Linked DNA regions of Mus musculus: region 2 is linked to region 1. A link is a contact called in public Hi-C data. All regions are on one chromosome and are shown on one strand. The core of a region is the stretch at or near the end of the contact, and the rest is flanking DNA. Distances in the headings are between cores, read along the strand shown.

The links. Hi-C and Micro-C count contacts between places; a contact is called where the count stands out from the background.
Region 2: a contact with region 1 is called in a Hi-C map of bone marrow-derived macrophages, with 24 read pairs. The contact joins two enhancer-like sites. A contact is called at or near these places in 1 of 15 datasets of contacts at CTCF or cohesin (the NIH/3T3 cell line), 13 of 484 Hi-C or Micro-C datasets (the AML12 cell line, B cells, Kupffer cells and 10 more), 4 of 115 datasets of contacts at active chromatin or transcription factors (CD8 T cells, the HPC-7 cell line, the NIH/3T3 cell line and 1 more) and 2 of 9 other capture datasets (adipose tissue and liver).

What each region holds. Positions count from the first base shown.
Region 1 is chr3:109,194,056-109,198,486 of GRCm38.p6, forward strand. No RefSeq gene overlaps it. Among named protein-coding and RNA genes, the nearest start is that of Slc25a24, 73 kb to the left of the region's middle. Within about 2 kb of position 2,321, at least 31 of the 459 cell types and tissues checked have an H3K27ac peak or open chromatin away from gene starts, as enhancers often do. A contact at or near this core is called in bone marrow-derived macrophages, where this site is marked.
Region 2 is chr3:109,478,038-109,482,468 of GRCm38.p6, forward strand. All of the region lies in intron 2 of Vav3 (vav 3 oncogene), which reads left to right. Among named protein-coding and RNA genes, the nearest start is that of Vav3, 140 kb to the left of the region's middle. Within about 2 kb of position 2,699, at least 10 of the 459 cell types and tissues checked have an H3K27ac peak or open chromatin away from gene starts, as enhancers often do. A contact at or near this core is called in bone marrow-derived macrophages, where this site is marked.

The sequences.
Region 1 (4,431 bases), core at 1,071-3,570:
TGGCTTGCTCAGCCTGCTCTCTTATAGAACCAAGACTACTAGCCTAGAGACGGCACCACCCACAAGGAGACCTCCCCACTTGGTCACTAATTGAGAAAATGCCTTACAGCTGGATCTCATGGAGGCATTTCCCCAACTGAAGCTCCTTTCTCTGTGATAATTCCAACCTGTGTCAAGTTGACACAAAACTAGCCAGTACATGTATCTTTGAGAATATAAAACAATATGATTAAAGCATTAAGCCATGAAATAACTTATGTTGAAATAAATCTTGTCTCTAGTACTATCACCTCCTCCAACAATTGCCTTATTATTTTAGTAAAACATAGATGTGTACATGTATGTTTTATATGTGCATATGAGCAGAGATGTATATTTGAATCTTTTAAAAAAATTCACCAAATCACAGACATGATATCTTTTTGTTGAGTTAATTTCCCAGTGAAAACACTTGTTGGTTATCACATTACTAGTTCAATATCTACTCCAGCTGCTATCTTAATCAGTTTCAAGGTATGGAACTCTGAACATATGCCCATATTCTTAACTGCATGTTTGCTCTAAAGCCAAGTTTTAATTATCCTTTGCTGCATTCCAACTTCCTCAGTGTTTTATTTTGAACTGAACTCTTTGGAATTGAGAAACACTTGCCTTTTGCACTGCATGAGGTCTTGAAATTGTGGACTCTGTTTTCTCTCTTTCCCATGAAAGGATCAAATATTCTGAACTCATTTCAGCCCTCTGGCTCCTTGTTGGAAGCAGTCAGCTGTAAGAAAAATACACAACTAACATTTTGTTTTCCGAACTCTTCACTAAGGCACATACATTCACTTGACAGGTGATCTGCCTTCCAGGTTACTATTGTGACTGCTTTACTCAATGCTTCTTGTTGCCAAAAATGAAAGACCATTTCAGCCTCTGAGTATGGCTTCTCTTTTCCTGACCCACAGACCTCTAAGCCAGTGCCATATCTTCTGGGATTTTTTGCTGCAGCAGAATCCCACTTCTGGGACCAATTTTTTGTGTCCACCAAAGTCGACCTAGTTTGGATGAAAGGATCACATTCTTTTAAATATTTGATGGTTTAAACACACTGTCACGGGTTCATTTAAGGTCAACAGAGACCATGTTCATAATTTTTCCATGCTAAGAACTTCTCTGATCATAGCAAAGGAAAAACTAAGGGTGCCCTGGTCATTTGTCTAAGTGACATGGACTTATCTTTGTTCCTTCTTTTCCTTACCATATAATGCAAGAAGTGGATATCAGAAACCTTGTTTCCTAAGTTCCTACGTCAGCCAACTACTTGGTTTGCTAGTGGGAGGCACTGGAGGAAAATCCAGGTAAATCTTTAATATTGGAAGTGATGGGGACAAGTGTAGTACAGCAGGAGTTGTACCACACTAGTTGACTAGTCTGAGGCTTTCTCTCTGCCCCTCCAGTTGTCCTCAGGGTTACTTTCCAAGTTCCATTTGAGTGAGTCTTTTGGTGGTGTTGAGTATTTGTCAACTTTAAAAAAAAAAGATGAAGGACAATTTTATTAGCTTTTAGAAGAGAAAAACTCCTGCAAGGCAGGCAAATTGTACATCTTCCAGGAAGATGGGAATGGAGGACAGAAGAAAAGAAATCTATTTAAGTGGACATGGAGGTCAGACACATGGCAGACAAGCAGCCACATGATGGGAGGGGAAACTTCAGAGAAAGAAGAAAGAGCCAAAGTACTAAAGAAAGCATCCCGAGGTTCCGGTCAGTGTCTGGAAGAGAGTCAGAAGCATTTTAGGTTGTTGGCTTGGGTTTTCAGGGTGAGTTTGGAAGTTTCGGTAACTCCACCTCACTGCCATCACTCCCCTTGAGGAAGTCCTTGGAGAGACCTCGCATTTTCTTTGTGAGATCCTGGGTCATAAAGTTTGGGTGAATTTAGACTGTGATCCTCAGAGGCTGTGAAATCTCAGGAGAGAGGCTAGATTTCCTCTTTGTGCCAATGCCAGGTACAGGCACACGGTCTCTTTCTGCAGAGAAGGAGGCATTTGTTCCTCATCTTCTTTATTCTGAGCCTGGTTGAGATTTCCCTTGTGTGCAGGTCTCTCTGTGTGATTCTCTGTGTTTTGAAGGATCTGGGGTTTGCTTTCCTTTCCTGGGCATTGTGAGTTTTACACTCTTTGCCTCCAGGGCATTGCAAACTTCCTGCAGGGTTTGGTCTCTGCTTCCCTTGGCAGGTTCTTGTTCTCAGCTCAGACTTGAACTTCCTTTGTACCATCTCTGGGATGGATTCATAGCAGTTCTTTAGAACTGCATGTTTCATTTTGCGTTTTAGATGATTCATTTGGGAAGGTTGTTTAAGGTGACTAATGCTGAGATGACACACGGAAACCCACATCTCATTTCCCTTTTTATAGTAGAAGAAATAAAACACACTCAGAAAACAGTATTCATTTAAAAATGCACAACTGTACCAAACTGATGTGGGAAATAGATAAGATGCTTAGTTATAGATAACTAGGTTGTCATGATTACTAGCTAGTAACAAGGAACTGGCTATACTTATCCTTTTGCATTAAGTTTCTCAGTTCACCTTGGTTGTTGTGATGTAAGAAGACATGTTTAAGGAATCGAAATAAAATTGGCTGGAAATCCCATCATTTCTTGTGCCCCCTCAGCTTCTTTTCTGTTCTTATATTGCTTCCCCACAAAACTCTCACTCCTATGTAGATCAGTAGACTTCTCTTTACTTCACTTCTTGCCTATCCTGAATTCATCTAATTGTTCACCGTAACTAAGGGAAATTAAGACATAATAAACATAAGATTATTTCTAGATCTCACCACCTAGTTTTGCAAATCGTTATCTTTCTCCTCCCTCTTCTCCTCTCCATGTGATCTTTGGTGATGATAAATGTGATCAGGCAGAAAGAGTATGGATCTAGTGTCTACACTGGGCTACAACTTTGGTGAAAAGAACCAGAAATACCAAATGTTTATCAGTTTGGCTTTTCTGTAACACTTTTAGTGGATATTTTTAGTATATATTCAAGGACTTTTTTTGACAGAAAAAAAAATCATTGAAAGGCTTCTAGAGCATTATGGATCCACTGAATCTTTTCATAATTTTCTTTGAAACGGGGTCAAAATAACACTTGTGATACAATCTATACCATCAGGTTATGTGGCTACTTTCATCCAGTGAAAATCTGTGGTTTAAGTGGGGTGATTTTATAATATTTTATCGATTAACCATTCTTTACTAGCAATTCGTTTAGTCATGCCATCAATAAACCATTTTTTTTACACCATTGTTAAAACTACAACATTTCCTTTTGCTTTGAAGAAATTCAAGTTTTGAAGACTATCAGAATCTTGCGTTTAGAATATTAGTTGCCTCACAGGCAGCTTAGGTACCAGGCATGTTTAGATGATGTGGTGTGACTTGGATGCTGAGTGAAGTGCCCTGCGGGGAGCAAGCAGAGGTACTTTAGCACAGGGGACTCTGGGTGTCCTAGTTTTGTTTCCTTTTGCTGTGATAAAACACTCTGACTAAAGCAACTTGGAGGAGTAAGTATTTTAGCTCACAATTCCAGCTAAAAGTTCATCAAAGGGGAGAAGTCACAATTCCAGGTAACAGTTCATCACGATGGCAGGAAGCTGAACCAGACAGTCATATCCACAGTCAAGAGCAGAGGGACGGTGAATGCATGCACACTTGTCCTTAGCTTGCTTTTCGTATCTACTCTTAGACAGTCCAGAGCCCTGCCTGTGAAATAGTGCCATCCATATTTAGGCTGGATCTTCCCACCTCAATTAATCCAACTAAGAAAATCCCTCATGGATGTGCCCTCATGCCAGACTAATCTAGACAGCTCCTCACTGAGGCTCCCTTCCTGGATGACTACATTATTTCACATCGACAGTCAGTGGTCACCTCTTATTTGGACACTTGAGTAGGTTCAGGCACGTGTCTGCATTTCACGCATGGTCTTCACGTCCCAAGGGTGTCATGTCCGCGGCTGGTGGGATGCTCTCATTTCTCCTTCACTTGATGGTATGCTTCTGTACTGATCTATCTTAATACTGAGGTGCTTATCAGGGTGTTAAGGTGGGATGGAAAGAGCACTGGGTTTCAATCAAAACGTTTCTGCATGTACTAGGATCTTAGACAAAACATTGAATCTATGAATGACATGGATATTACCCACCGTACAGGACTGTTTTGGGAAGATTAAAAATTAGTAGGAGTTCTGTATAAACTGTGGAGTGATTTGAAGATCTTATAAAAATCATCTCTGTCTCCCTCTTTCCTCCGTTCTTTCTTTCTTTCCTGTAGAGATTTCTTCCAGAACGTCTTCCTGTCTCTCAGGACTCACTTTCAATTGAACCAGTTCTCAGATACTTTTTGGTTATGATGAAGGTGACAGACATGCGCTGTGGGGCAGTGGAC
Region 2 (4,431 bases), core at 1,449-3,948, 280 kb after region 1:
TTTACCGGGAGTGTTAATAGTGAATCGCTCTCACTGTGAGGTTGGAGAAAGGGTTAGACTAAACACATGACCTACAGTTTAAAACATCAGGCTGCTTTCTAGCTTACTAGTTTTATTACTTATAAATTGCCTTTTCTTGGCAGTTTTGTTGCTAGACTGCCAATTAAAAATGTTATTCTAAAAAAATATAAACTGTACATTGAGTTTTAAAAGCAATTTAAAACAGGATGTGTGCATCTGCTTTGGACTGTATTATTTAACGAGCATTTTTTTCAACAATGCACTTTCATCTGGGGCTTCGCACATCACCATCATTCATCTTGGTAATGCCTGTCTTCAACAGTTGTCCATGAACACAGGCAGTTCAAAGGAGTAATGCCACTTAGCAATGTTCCATATTTCTGTTACAGTTAGAAAATTTTAGTATTGCAAGTTTTAAGAAGTTGTGTGTCAACCGAGCCTTCCAGGATATTGTGAAATACCTCTATTTCAAGACACTATTAAATATGCATATTGGAAACATCTTCTTAAGAAAACATCTGGGGTCTGAATTAGTCATTATTCGTCAGGAGTGTGACAATAGCCAAATTTGTTATGATAATGTGAATGTTGTCTTTCTGTAAATTATTAACTTCCAATTCTTGGTTTGTATTAGTAGCTTTCAAGGAGCGAGCTACTTGAAATTTAGAGGGGAAATGGCATTTGCTGACTTGCTGTTTCCTCTCATAACTGAGTACAATGTTTCAGTTAATAAAAAAGGAGAAGAAAAATGAGCAAGCATCCTCTATTGTTCCCCAAGAACCATCTCAAAAGAAATAGCTAAGTTGGACATAGTAGTGCACACCTTAAATTCCATCACTTGGGAGGCAGAGGCAGGCTGATCTCTGCCAGTCCAAGGTCAGCCTGGTCTATAGAATAAGTTCCAGGACGGCCAGAGTCTCACAAAGCCAAGCTAAGTTGCTGAAAACATTTGCTCTACTAGTGATGTCAGAGCTCAGTTGGACTGTGGGAGGTGGAATATATGAAGCGCTGAAGAGCTAGGTTGTTGTGCCTGTGGTACACCTTGAGGGGGTGCTCTTTAAATGCATGAAATTCAAGGTCAGGTATAATGGCTTCTCTCCCTCTTGGCTCATTCCTCTATAGAGGCTGGCGAAATCCCTTATCAGCATCATTCTATAAGTCCTGAAGCCCAGTAGAACATTAGCTTCTCTTTCCCAAATGTCTACATACTTGAAACAAAACATTTGCGAAAGGACCAAAAGAAAATATTAACATTCATATGGAAATCATCTTTCTTAGCGAGGTACTTTGGTTTGAAACGATCATATTGACACCTAGATGCGAAGAGTTGATTTCTGTGGGTTTAAAACAGTTCCTTTTGGGGTGATGAGCACTACAAGTTCAAATCCACTGCCCATCATTACATTTGTGATTATATCAGGGTTGTTGAATCCTCATTCCTGGTTATGGTGGCTCATGTCATTAATTTCATCACTGAGACAGAGTCAGGGGCAAGGGTAGAGGGCAGAGGGGCAGGAGGGAAGGGGGCAGAGACTGAAAGAACTCTGTGAGTTTGAGGCCAGCCTCATCTACATAGCAAATTTCAGGACAGCCCGGTCTATGCAGTGCAACCCTGTCTCAATCAAAACAAGACAAGACAAGACAAGACAAGACAAGACAAGACAAGACAAGACAAGACAAGACAAGACAAGACAGGACAGGACAGGACAAGACCCATTAGGGAGGTTAGCTTCACTTTCTGTGTTTTATTCACAGTTAAAGAATTGATACTTTAAGAGTAAGAACAATTCTACCAAATATTCTGAAGTGTAATTTTGCCCTTATAGGCTGAAGATAATAAGTCTACTAGTGAAAAGTAAGTTCCTACATCAGTTTACACGTTCTTTACGCATGCCAGGCAGCCACCCCAGTGTTTGTTGTGACTTCGTTTTACATTTAGTTCAGTTACCATTCTAAGAAGCTTGAGTATAGAAAAATTAACTGAGGAATGTTGGAAGACTTTTTTTTCTCTCTGATACTTCAGTTTTATTTCTTTCTCTATTTCAGAACCAGATGTTTATTTTTCTCTTGTCTTTTTCATTTTTCTTTCTTTTCTTCTCTTTCTCTCTCTCTTTCTTTCTTTCTTTCTTTCTTTCTTTCTTTCTTTCTTTCTTTCTTTCTTTCTTTGGTTTTCCGACACATGGACTGGACATATAGAATATGAAATAAGGTGACTTGGAAAGAAATTCAGAACTTCTGTAATGGAATGAAGGCACCTTTTTAAGGTGCCATGCTCTAGGAAATGGAGAGGTTGTTCCTGAGTTAGGGCCTCTGTACCTCTGCCTCTCCATCACCTCTCTGCATGGCTCTCTGCCTTTCTGTAGCCTCTTAGTTCTTGGCTTCTGATCAAATTTCATTTAAATGACAACAAAAAGAAAGGTTGAAAACTATTTACTTGCTTATAACAATACAAACATATTTTTGCATTTCTCATTAAAATATTTTGCTGAATACAAATTTAATATGCAATTACCAACAACATGTTCATATAAATAATATAAATGTCAAGCTAGGCATGATAGGATTCTGTCTCAAAAGTACAGCAACAACCAAACAAGACATCAAGGAACAGGAACAAAAGTGAGATTGCATAGCAGTGTCCCTTACTAGAGAGTTGCTGTTGCTAGTGTGTCACTATGTGCAATGTTTGAATATCCTGTTTATTGGAGCAGCAGGCAGCCCTGGGCTGGGAATCAGGAGGGAAGCCAGGGAGATGGAGCCCTCAGCCTTGTCATCTCTGAGCATGTTCTTCCTTATTTATGTTTGTTTCCTCCTCTGCAAGCAGCAGGAAGGCCAAAGTCCTTCTTGGACATTTTTTTTAGAAGGCAGGACCTAGGGTAAATGCTGGGGAGACGAATCAGCAGTTAAGCGTGCTTGCTGCTTTTCCTGAAGGTCTGAGTTTCAGTCCCTTAACCCACACTGAGTAGTTCACAACAGTCTGTAACAACAATAGAGGAGATAGATGTGATGTCTCTGCTTACCTCAGTGCACACCCATGTATACACGGCATATCCACACATAGATATGCACATAAACCAAAAATAAGAATTGAGTCTTAAAGCATAAACTGACTTATGACTTCCCCCTCCATAGAGGTGTTCCATATCATTGTGTTCTCTCCAGAGTTTTCATTAGGCTGTGAAAAAAATGACACTGTTCCAAGACCTGCTGTGGCTTAGAGATTCACCAAGCTCTAATGAGCACAAGGGGATCTACTCCACCTGTTTCATTTTCGTTGAAGGAGACTTTCCAGTGAGTTGCTCTGAAATAAAGTTCCAGAAGATTATTAATGATGTATCATGGAGCAAAAGAGGAAACAGATATTTTAGCATCTGAGATGTTAAAAAGAAAACTAAGAACTTAAAAAAAAATTGTGTTTGTCTTCATGACATCATTATTATTCCCTGAGGAATAATAATGATAATTAAGGTAAAAATTAGAGGGTAACCAAAGAGTCAAAATAACTAAATTGAACTATTTTTAAATGTTCTTCATTTTCAAAACAGAGATAAGGTCTTATTATATATAGGGGGTGGCCTTGAGCTTGTGACAACGCCTCTCCCAGAGTTTCCTGGGTAGCATGCTTACAGGAGTGTGTGTGTGTGTGTGTGTGTGTGTGTGTGTGTGTGTTTGTGTGTGTGTGTGTGTGAGTGTGTGTATGTGTGTGTGAGAGTATGTTTGAGTGTGTGTGAATGTTTGTGAGTGGGGTGTGAGTGTGTGTGCCATTGTGCCTTTTTATTAAAACTTTATCAATGCCTGTTATATAAGGTGCTCCAATGCAGATATTTAATCCTTCTGTTGGTCCCAAACAATTATACATTTTAAAAAGGCAGTTGGAGCCCAGAAAGTTGGTGGCCATGATGCATTGAGACAATCTTGTATTTAAACATTGTGGCAGAAAAATCTTGAACATTTCTATCATAATATAAGCCTCTGTACTCACATAAACCAGTATACAGGATATGGATACATATGGATGCCCAAGCACACTCCCCAGTTCATGTCTTGCTTTAAAAAGAGCAGACTCCTTAAAACTCACCACTGGTGAGACTGTGCCCTGTCGGCCCACTGGTGAGACCTGAAGCTGTGGCCGCTTTGCTTTGTGTGGTACAGTTGAAGTTAGAAACCTGTAACTTTTCGTAGGACTCATCTCCCTGGAGGTTCATTTACTAGGGGTGTGTTCTTCAGTGTGGTGATGCTGAGGCGGTAGAACCTTGAGGAAGCGGGGCTGATGTGAAGCAGTTAGGTCATTGGGGATGCTCCTGTGGAAGGCTTCGTGTGGTCTGCTAGAGTGAGTTCTCTGGTTAGTCAGTTGTTAGTAGGTGAGGCTATCCCATGTCCTGGACCTCTATTCACTGCTGGTTTATTGGC